Regions from separate parts of the Anas platyrhynchos genome. Here region 1 is linked to region 2. A link is a contact called in public Hi-C data. All regions are on one chromosome and are shown on one strand. Each heading gives the region's core, a stretch centred on a gene start, on an enhancer-like site or on the middle of the called end of the contact. The rest is flanking DNA. Distances are from core to core; before and after follow the strand shown.

Evidence for each region. Hi-C and Micro-C count contacts between places; a contact is called where the count stands out from the background.
Region 1: a Hi-C map of subcutaneous adipose tissue shows a contact between it and region 2, with 5 times the contacts expected there. The contact joins the promoter of RPL17 here to the enhancer-like site in region 2. A contact is called at or near these places in 6 of 8 Hi-C or Micro-C datasets (F1 follicle, F5 follicle, liver and 2 more).

What each region holds. Positions count from the first base shown.
Region 1 is chrZ:2,144,301-2,149,467 of IASCAAS_PekinDuck_T2T, forward strand. RPL17 (ribosomal protein L17) reads left to right here and starts at 3,674. Exons shown (of 7, transcript XM_005023913.6): 1 at 3,674-3,869; 2 at 4,236-4,288; 3 at 4,373-4,413. The coding sequence starts at 4,249.
Region 2 is chrZ:2,077,772-2,082,700 of IASCAAS_PekinDuck_T2T, forward strand. No RefSeq gene overlaps it. Among named protein-coding and RNA genes, the nearest start is that of ACAA2, 16 kb to the left of the region's middle. Within about 2 kb of position 1,915, at least 8 of the 8 cell types and tissues checked have an H3K27ac peak or open chromatin away from gene starts, as enhancers often do. A contact at or near this core is called in F1 follicle, F5 follicle and subcutaneous adipose tissue, where this site is marked.

The DNA.
Region 1 (5,167 bases), core at 2,424-4,923, 68 kb after region 2:
TTTTTTTTTTTTTTTGTAATTGTACCTTTTTACCATCCATGCGTTCCCTCCCTGTTACAGCCAGGCTAGAGCTGCTGCAGAGTCCGGAGAGGAGGAATTTGGGGTTGATGTGCGGAGAGGGTATCCTCATCCACACGCTTATTCCCTTAAATTTGCAGATTTTGCATGAACGTGGCCAAATCTGGAGGGGAAGCGTGGTCAGTAAATGTCCTCAGAGCTCAGATTGAAAGGGGACGTGGTTGCCCAGCCCCCAAATGCCTTCCTAGCCCCCAAAACACCTGCCTTGCCCCCAGCCTGCGGGCAGCAGCAGCAGCCTGGAGGGCTCTTCGGGACCACCACGCGGTGATCGCCCTCTAAAAGACCCCAAAGCAGAATAATGGGAAAACTTCCCAGCCTATATCCCCCACCAGCCATCCAGAGCTTGGTTTTGAGCACTCCCAAATCCATCGCTTAGATGTAGAGCTGAGCGATACGGTTTAGTGGAGGGCTTGGTGGCGTTCCTGAAAGCCAGGAACAAGCAGTCACAGCCCTGCACAACCTGCGTAAATGCTTCGCTGGCAGGGAACGCGTCGAATAAACACCGACTTTGGCTACAAGGTTATTCAGTCGCACAGGAGGTTTGTTTTACCGCTGATTTCCCCCTATCTGGGCGCGCAGGGGGTGGATGAACCCGTCACTCTTGGCTGATCCGCCAGCAATCATCGAGTCTTACAGCCTCACCTATTGATGTGCCCTTTTGCCCGTGCTCCTGGCAGGTCCCCACTTTGTTTTATTAAAAAAAAACAACATGAATACATCATTATATTTAACTTACATTTATTATACAATCCATATTTTATATCTATATTTAAACACACGCATGCATAAGGCATATTATAGAGCTCAGGGAGACGGCGCGGGCAGCTGTGGGAAGGCTGCAAAGCCTTCAGCACTTTCCAGCTCCGGCGTTCAAGCTGGTTTCGATTTAAAATAGACACTGGGTGCTTTTTGCCTTCAGGTTTTTCTGCTTAACCATTAGGGCAAGCGACCCGTTTGTATGAATTTCTGTGAAAGAAATTTTTGGGCTCCACAAGCCGCGGCTGTAAGGTAAATGCCAAGGACCAAGCAGGACGGGTAGGAACATCTTTGCCCCTTGTGGTTAGGATGTGGCTTCGGATTTGACTGATGAATGACCCCGGGGTGATTCCCATCGTGCTTATTTTTCACATCTCCCTTCCAGCTTTCTCTCAATGTCCCGTTGCTCCTGGGCTCTGCTGCTGAGCAGCTGCCTGTAAAGGTGCTGCCCATGGTTTCCTTCCCATGGAGAGCAGAAGTAACGATGGAGAGTTGCACTCAGGCTGGCCGTGAGTGGAGATTCCTGCAGTGGAAGTGCTTGAGGACCTCGGTTTTTGCTCAATTTTAATCTATTACATCTGGACGCTTAGCGTTCCCGGAAATATCACCATTTCTGTTCCACAGAAAAAGAAACTGAGACACTAAGGAAGTGTCGAAACCCCTCTCTGAGAGATCTTCTTCCATTTTTACTGTTCCTCAAAGCCATGAGTCTCTTTTTCTCTAGTAATCCTTGGCTTAGAAAGGCTGTTGCGTGTGTATTTTGACAAGGCTCATCCTCCTTCGCATTGCCACCACGCTGAGGTTGCTGTGTGTACTGACCTGCTGAGTGGCTTCTGCCCCCATGGATAATGATGGAAGCATTAATTGATAAAAAACAAACCTTGAGTGTCCCAAATAAGCACCAACACCAAAAGCTAGCATGCATTCCTGACAGCATGGTCTTCTATTTATTTATTTTTTTCTACAGGAACCTCATATATGAAATGAAGAAATAATATCTGCCCATACCCCAGCAGTGCTGCGAGGTTTCCCTGCTTTGAGGTCGGTCCTGAACGAGTTACTCGGAGATATTGAGGCTGTAAGAAAAGATGCAGAAAGCATCTCCTCGACAGCAAAGTCAAAGGAACCTTTTAAGGCAGGTGAACGGGGAACTGCGCTTAAAATTACGGCTCTGCGCTTTCCACCCGTGTAAATATTTGCGATAGCTCAAATATTTTCCGCATCTCATCTGGGTGAAATCCTAGCCTCAAAGCTGTGGAGTTTATTAATGTTAAAGAAGAGATCTGAAAATATCCCAGTGGTCCGAGCATTCACACGGGCAGTAGGATCTTGCTCTGCCTGCTTAATCTAAACAGAGTTTAACCCCAAACCTCTCTCACACCAGGGATGTGCCTGGACAGCAGATCAATGTTTTTTGTGTTGTTTTTCCTTTCTTCCACTCCATCTAACTTTTCTTCTAAGCGTTTTGCTGTAGCTGGGTACCACTTTCAGGAGATGTTTTCGTTTTACTGCAAAGCTTCTCGGTCAACTTCCCGAGCAAACACAACCTACAACGAGAAATGCATTTTCCATTAACACATAGAGTTTCGATTTATATATATATTTATATAATGCTGCAATAAATACTAGTTGTGATCCATAAACATGAATCTTTTGTTTTTTTCTCTCGTGCTATGTGGTGTCCCTGCTCTCTAGTCTAATCCTAGCCTGCCACCTAGCTACAGCACTTGGACTTGCTTCAGCCTCACCGAATTGATCTCCCAACACTGGCCTTGGCCTGAGGGTGAGAGAAATTGGTTTGTCTGGGTCTTTTTTTCAGATGACCAGGCTTGGCTTTCCTGAATAAAACAGGTGTCATCCCTGCATAGCCAGGAAGCCGCCAGGGCAATTTTGCAACTGCTTCAGTCGCGAATCTGCCTCTCCACGCAGCCCATCTCACCCCCTTCTTGTTGTCCTGGTTATATGGCAAAGGCACCGGCAGAAGCTCCCAGAAGTGAAATAGGGTTAAGGACAGTAGGAATTACCCAAACGTGCTACAGGCGGACGGAGGGGATTAACTTCCCTGGCCCTTCGGTGCCACTCGCCCCACAATAGGCAAAGGACCTGCACGGTTCCTGAAACAGGGCAACCCTGGATGTAGAATCCTAAAATCATTAGGGTTTGAAGGGACCTCTGAGATCATCTGGTCCAGCCATCACCCTACAACCAACGTCACCATTAAACCATGTCCCTAAACACCACGTCCAACCTCTCCTTGAACACCCTTAGGGACGGTGACCCCACCACCTCCCTGGGCAACCCGTCCCTGTACCTATCGACACTTTCTGACAGAAAATCTCCTCATTTCCATCCTGAACCTCCCCTGGCACCACTTGAGGCCATTCCCTCTGGTCCTATCACTAGTTGTGGGTGAGAAGAGGCCGACCCCAGCTCCCCACCTCTTCACGGAGTTGTAGAGAGCAATGAGATCTCTGAGGTCTTTGGGAAGAGCAATAAAACTTCCCCTTCTCCAGATTAAACACCCTCAGCTCCTCACAGGACTTGTGCTCCAGACCCTTCACCACCTTCTCTGGACACGTCCCAGGCCATTATGTCCTTCTTGTACCGAGGGGTGCAAATATGTATAAATATATACAAATATAGACAATTTTACTTGGCCATTTGGGGAATTTTGGACCTTCCACTGTCCCTTTACCCTTTTAACCTCCTCCCCACCGTTACGCCAGCACGATCTCTTTAGGATCTGCAGGACTGACGGACATTTTCACTGCAAAACCCTAATTTTGAACCCTCACAAATGGGACAGGGGAGGGGCGGGCTGGGCGTTGGGGCGAGGCTCCCTGTGGAGCTCAAACAGCGTTTGGACCCCACTCTCAGCCACTCTCTCTGTTTATCGGGTGCTGCCCGGCTCTGTCGCGACAGCCGATGTCACGACAGAGCTGAGGCACCCCCGCGTTTTCTCGCGAGAGCGGCCCCGGCGCTCTCCCCGCCTCCCGCCCGGCGCCGCCCTTCCTCTTCCCCGCCGCCTCCCTGAGGTGAGGGCTCATCATCCGCCGCCATCCGCCACCATCCGGCATCATCCGGCCCCGAACAGCTCGGGGAGGCCATGAGGGGCCTCGGAGGAGGCTCGGGCTCGCTGCTGCCATCGTTGTTTGTGGCGCTGGTGCCGCAGATGGCGGAGCGCGGAGGTGCCGGGGCTGTGAGGGGGGAGCGGGCCCTGAGGCAGCGGGGAGGGAACGAGGGGGGGGACACACGCTTTCTTAGGACATATTTAGATTTAATTGTGGAAAATTTTATCTCTGAGGGGCCTTTTCAGCTAGCTGTCGGCACTGAGGAAAGAGCTCAGCCTTCTCCATGTCTATTAGAAGCTTAATGTGATTTTTTTTCCGTTTTCTTCGCAGCTGAGCTCCCAGGATGGTCCGCTACTCGCTGGATCCGGAGAACCCCACGAAATGTGAGTTGTTCTCCAGCCTCTTATTTCCATATTGCTCCCTGAAATCGTTGTTTTTTTAAAGAAATTGGTCTCTTCTCTCCGCAGCATGCAAGTCCCGGGGCTCCAACCTGCGGGTGCACTTCAAGGTACGTGGCCGGTGCGCAGTGGGGAAACCCAAGCTCGATTTTGGAAGCAGGTGGCCTTTATTTTCCCATTTTATTAGTTAATTACTGAAGTGTGGTGGTGTAGGTTATGGCCTGCGTGTGCTCAGGCTGCTTGTAATGACCTTTATCCGCAGGAACAAAAATAAAAGGGGCTGTTCTTAGATTGCGGCCTAATAGAGAAGGAAACAGGTAATTGGGGGGAAGGTAGCAGGAGGAATTGGGCTAGAAATGGTGATTTGTTGTATTTGTCTCTATTGGGAAGGATTTCCCTGCTCATCCTGTCATTTTAGTGGCCGAGAAGTATGGCAGCAAGTGTTTGGCATGAGTGGTGATATGAGTTCACTGGAAAACTGTTAGCAGGGAATGTAAGAATAATTTGAGTTAATCACGAAAACAAAGCTGAGAATATGCTTTTCTGATGAGTGTTATATAGTGCAGGTGAAAAAAGCTTTATTTTGGTTTGTTCTTCTATTATAATCATATATTAAATGCAGAAATCAACGAGTAAATTCATTAAGCACCGATGCCTTATCCTTGATTTTTCTTCTGATGCTTTTCACTCTCTCTTTTTTTTAGTCCCCTTACATAAATGTTAAATTTTGTGGCTTGTTTGTATAGCTTGTGTCCTCGTTGCTTCCTGTGAGGTGCCATACTGGGTGTTGTGACAGGAATTTGTCATTCAGGCTTCCGCTTTTTTGGATTAGTGGCCAAAGAGGGAGCTGTGATAAGGAGAAAT
Region 2 (4,929 bases), core at 665-3,164:
CTGCCTGATAACCTGTATGAAAGGCTTAATTCTTCCTTCTACTAAATAATCTGGTTAAGGGAGCTGGGGAATACCATCTGACTACACCTCGAAGGAAAACTCACTCTGAGCTCTTAATATTGGCCCCAAGCTGGAGAATTTTCATAGATTCTGCTGCAAGTTCCCCGCAGCCCTGTATCCAAACATGTTTCTTCAGTGCAACTCTTCTCTCTCGCTCATTTTCTCGACGAGTATTTATCGCAGCTGTTGCCAGGGAGGAAAAAAAAATAATAAATCAGAACCCCTCCGTAAATATTTATTTCTAATATAAGATACTGCACCAGCACCACCCAAAAAAAACCCCCAACAACCACGGGTTAAATTGATCGTTTTATTTGCTTGGCTTTTAAGAAGGTTGTCCGCTGCAATGTTTTTCCCCTCTTCTGTGGTTGTTTATAAACAACGTTTTTGGCGTTTTGAGAAGGGCTTTGCGAGGTCTAGAAAGAGCGTGAAGCAGAAGATAATTTAAACAGAAGAAAAAAACTTTAAATAAGAGAGGGCAGAGCGCTGAGAAATCCTATTTATGGGATATTTGAATTAAATTGGCCATTAATCAAATCGTGCTGCCAGGAGTTTTTGCACCCGCAAAGCAAGGCTGAAGTTTCCCACGTAGGCAAAGCTAAAATTACGCTTTTTTTTAAGAAAACAGCCCCCAGTGGCTGCCCTTTCTGCTCTGCCCAGTTTCTGGGGCTTGGGGCAAGGTGAAAACCTGAGGCACCGGGAAAACCATGAGCGCGAGACTAAAAACAGATGCCCCGAGACTCATTTCGGATCCAATCAAACCCAAAGAATTTGAGGCGTGCTGCTCCCACCTGTGTACCTCCAGCCGAAATCCCTGGCTTGGGGGTGGGAATGATTTGGCTGTGACTCTCCTGGGAAGGAAGGGGGAGTGGCGGTGACTCCGTGTGATGGAGGAGAAGGCGCTCGGCGTTGTTACCACATAAAAATGTCCTATTTCCTTTTTTTCTTCCTTTCCTTAGCCATGGATGTGGTAGGAGTGCGATTTCTCCACAAAACAAGGGAACTTGTGGGCGGTTTTGAAGCCCAGGTGCTGAACAAGCGGTCAACCTTTTTCTTCCTTCTCCGGGGAGGTGGTGGGGATGGTGGTCGCACTGCTGATGGTGCCCAAGCACCACATCTTGTATCCCTCCTGAGGAGTTTTTGGGGAAAAAGGCTTACTTTTCTCTTACAAAACACAAAACTACAGCACTGCGAGTGCTCGCAGCCGGAGGTAGCCTCCTCTTAGTGGTGTGTGACCACTTAAGCCACAAATTTTGAGCCCGATTTGCTCTGATCCACTTAACTCTTGTGTGTCATGTTCTTTCTCCTGGGTTTAACCTCTTCATTCTCCTTTCAGGAGTGTGCTTGATCCCCGTGAGCACGAAGCCTTTGAGCGGGTGGAGATGCTTGGTTAGGGAGGCGTTGCTCGAGGCTTCAACAGCGTGACCCGAACAAACTGTTTCTTGGAGAAGCGGAGTCTCCCCTCGTTTGTTTTGGATCACGTTTGGGGTTTGGGCTTATTCAGAGGGAAGGAAAATGGATGGGGCTAAGAAAAAGGGTGCAAAGCTTCTAGGATTTTCATAGATCTTCCCAATACCACCAAGTTTCTCTGTCAAATTGTACCTAGCACAGCAAAACCCAGCACAGGCGATTGAGAAAATAATAATAATAATAAAAAATAAAGAGGGTGAATAACTGAATAACTTCCCCAGAAGGTGCAACTGAGGGCAGCCTCGCTGGATCTACGCTCACGCAGCTCCCTGGAGGAGCCTGGCCGTGCCCTGCTGTCGGGATGTGTGTGCACCTCTCCTCCCTCCAGCATCATCCGCAGCCTCCGCCCGAGATTGGCTGCTGCCGAGTCAGCCCATATCTTGCTAGAGGGAAACTTGAGACCCAGCAAGCCCGAAATGTCAAACGCTGCTTAGTCAGATGAATAGCAGCACTCACCAGCGGCCAGCCCGGGCTCTTTCCACACTTCAGCAGGGGCAGGGTTGTGTGGCTGAGCTTTGTTTCTCAATGAAACGCTGGAAGGGGAAAGAGAAAAAAAAAAAAGAAAAAAAAAAAGCTTGCGTGGAGCTGGCGAGGCGTGTGGAAAATCAACATCTGAGATGATAATGCAAAAAGAAAAAAAAAAGCAGATGAGCTCCTTCCCCTCCGTGCTCCTGCTCTGCTCCTCGTGTGCTGCTTTCCCCTGACAGCTGGATGTGAAAAATACAACACGGACAAAGCACTTGAAGCGTTACGCTGGCTTCTGCAAGGCTCCAGCAGTAAAAGCTGGGGCTCCTTCCCAGGATTTCTCCCTCCCAGGTGTTAATCCCACAGCACCCCATAGATCTGTCTCCTGGTCCGGAAGGTTTTCAGGCACTTGCAGGCTCCCACTGCTGTTTGCAGGCTGGTGCTGAGCAGCACCAGCCCCACAGGTGATGCTTCAAACCCCCAAATAAAAGTCACAGAGGTTGGGGGGGTCCTGCAGGGTGCTTGGGTTGGGAGGAGAAGCTGTTTTGTGCTGTCTTTTGTATTTTTTTTGTGTGTATCCACTGCAGAGGCCCCCAAAAGAAAAATGCTCTCAGGCTGGAGGATGCCCTGGGTTCATTTTAGCCCCTATTTAAGTTTGGCACCTGAATGCTTCGGTCAGAATGGACCAAATTCAATTAATTCATCGCCCAAATTGGTGGCTAATCAACACATCGTGCTAAAAGATACCACGAAGGTCCACCAGGAGACAGGTAATTTGTGCATTGTCGCCGGGAAGCTGGATTTTTGGGGCTGATCACAGAATTCCAGCAAGTTCATCAGCTGAAGCCATCGGTGTCCATCTGTATCTCCAAGAGCAGCTGTGATTTCTTTCTCCCCAGCAGTGTTTTTGCCTTCAGCGACTGTTTATCCAAAAAAAGGGCGGTGATTGGTGAAATCTAAGAGCTTTTACACAGAAAATGTGTTGCAACTGGCAATGTAAATAACACGGTCGGTTTCTGGAAATCCAAGTACAAAATGCTTGCACTGAACTGCCAAATGATGCACGAAGTTGCCTTGTTTGAAGAAATGAAGAGGAAAGAGAAATCTTTCTGCCCCTGGACCTTCAGAAAAGGATTGTTGGAAGAAAAAGGACTGAAGACAGGACAGAAAGAGGTAGCTAAAAATATCGAGCCCTATAGTGTCTAAGCACTCTGTGTGTTAAGTATGTATGTATGTGAAACTGAATTCAACTTGATATAATTAATTGAAATAATTAGAAATAATTAATCTCTTCGTGGAAATGAAAGGTCTTAGGTCAAACACAGTGATCTCGTCAGCAGGTTCTCAAACGTGGACAAAGCTTCCAGAATTGATTGCCCTCTCCCACCAGAAAAAGGTTGAGTTCCTGAGTAAGTACCAAGATTATTTTTTAAAAACACAAATAGTATTTCAAAGAACATTAATTGCAGTATTTATTAGGACTGTTATACGTACGTACTTCAAATGAGACCTCCTAATAATGCCTCGAGTGTGACTTGTGATTTCTTATGTGTACTATTTTCAAATAGAAATAATTTCAGGAACTATCGATAGTAATGATAGGATCCTAAAGAAATCCTGAAGTTGTATAAAGAATTGAACTCTCCTCTCAGAAGGCAGAATTATTTTGGTTTAAAATGATGCAAATGTAACTCGGGGCTGCCACTTAGATGGCACGTGATGGTCTTTTTTGAATGAGCAGAGACAGAGAGCACAGGGGAGTGTTCAGTGTGAATAAATCAGAAAATATGGAAGGGAAACAAGTCACTCCTTCTTGATAGATGCCCCAACAGGAAATCTGCAAGCTTCTGGTCGTTGCTGCTTCTCAGAAGAGGAAGCCAAACCACGTCTCCACAACCAGGAGGTATGGAGCAGAGCGTTGAGTCTCTTTGCCAGGAGCATCACAACTGCAAGGGAAAGATCTCCGAGTGATCCTGGATGCCTTGTGCTTAGATGTGTGTCAGCAGTGTGGTATTTCTGTGTGAAGGGAAGGGTTAAACCATCACAACATGACACAAAGGCCCTTAGTGGTGGCGTGCTCGCAACCCTACTTGGTTCTCACAGGTACGTGTGCCTGCTAAAATGACGAATGAACTGTTGGGTGAGATAAAAGCTGAGCCTACACGAGATTTCTCAACCAAAGCGAATTCAAAGAGGGTTTTTCTGAGTGCCAATCCCTGCAGCTCTGTCTGGAAACGGAGCGCCGTTCCGGGTTCTTTCCCGTTCACTCATTAACAAGAATAATCCAATGTATCAGTCGCCTTTGCTGCCTCTGAGGCATGAACCACAAAGGGAGACGAGGCAGTGAATAACACAGGAATGAAAATTATCCCCAGTTTCTACCCATCTGTACAGTTACACCTTGCAGTCATGTGTCTGAAGTAAGAGGTCATTTTCTAATCAGATCCAAATTTTCATTAGTAGGCTTGGTCCAATGTTGAGCAGAGCTGGATCTCGTCATTGCTTGCACAAAGTGTTTTGAGATGGCTGCAGTAATGGTGTGGTTCCGTTTGTCTTCGTTTTGCATTATACCTAAAACTCCTTAATTCTTGCTGTCGTTAACCCCATGGCACGAAGCGTGCGTCAAAGCTCTTGGAAACAGGCACTCTTCATGCAGGAATGCAGGAAATACGTATGCAAATATGTAGGTAATGAAGGAAATAGGATGTGAAAACACTGGAGTTGGCAGAACCTCTTGGCTTCCTAGCAGTTTTTAGGGGCTCACGTTTTTCTTCTGAATCTGCTAACCGCTCTTAAGATGTGTTTGGTCTTGCCAACATCTTTTTAGGACTTGAGCGCACTGAAGGATGCCACAGGACGTGAGGTAAGCCTCGGCATGGGCTATGACTTGCCCCTCTCATCCCTCACACCAGCTGAACCTGCTCATGCATCCGT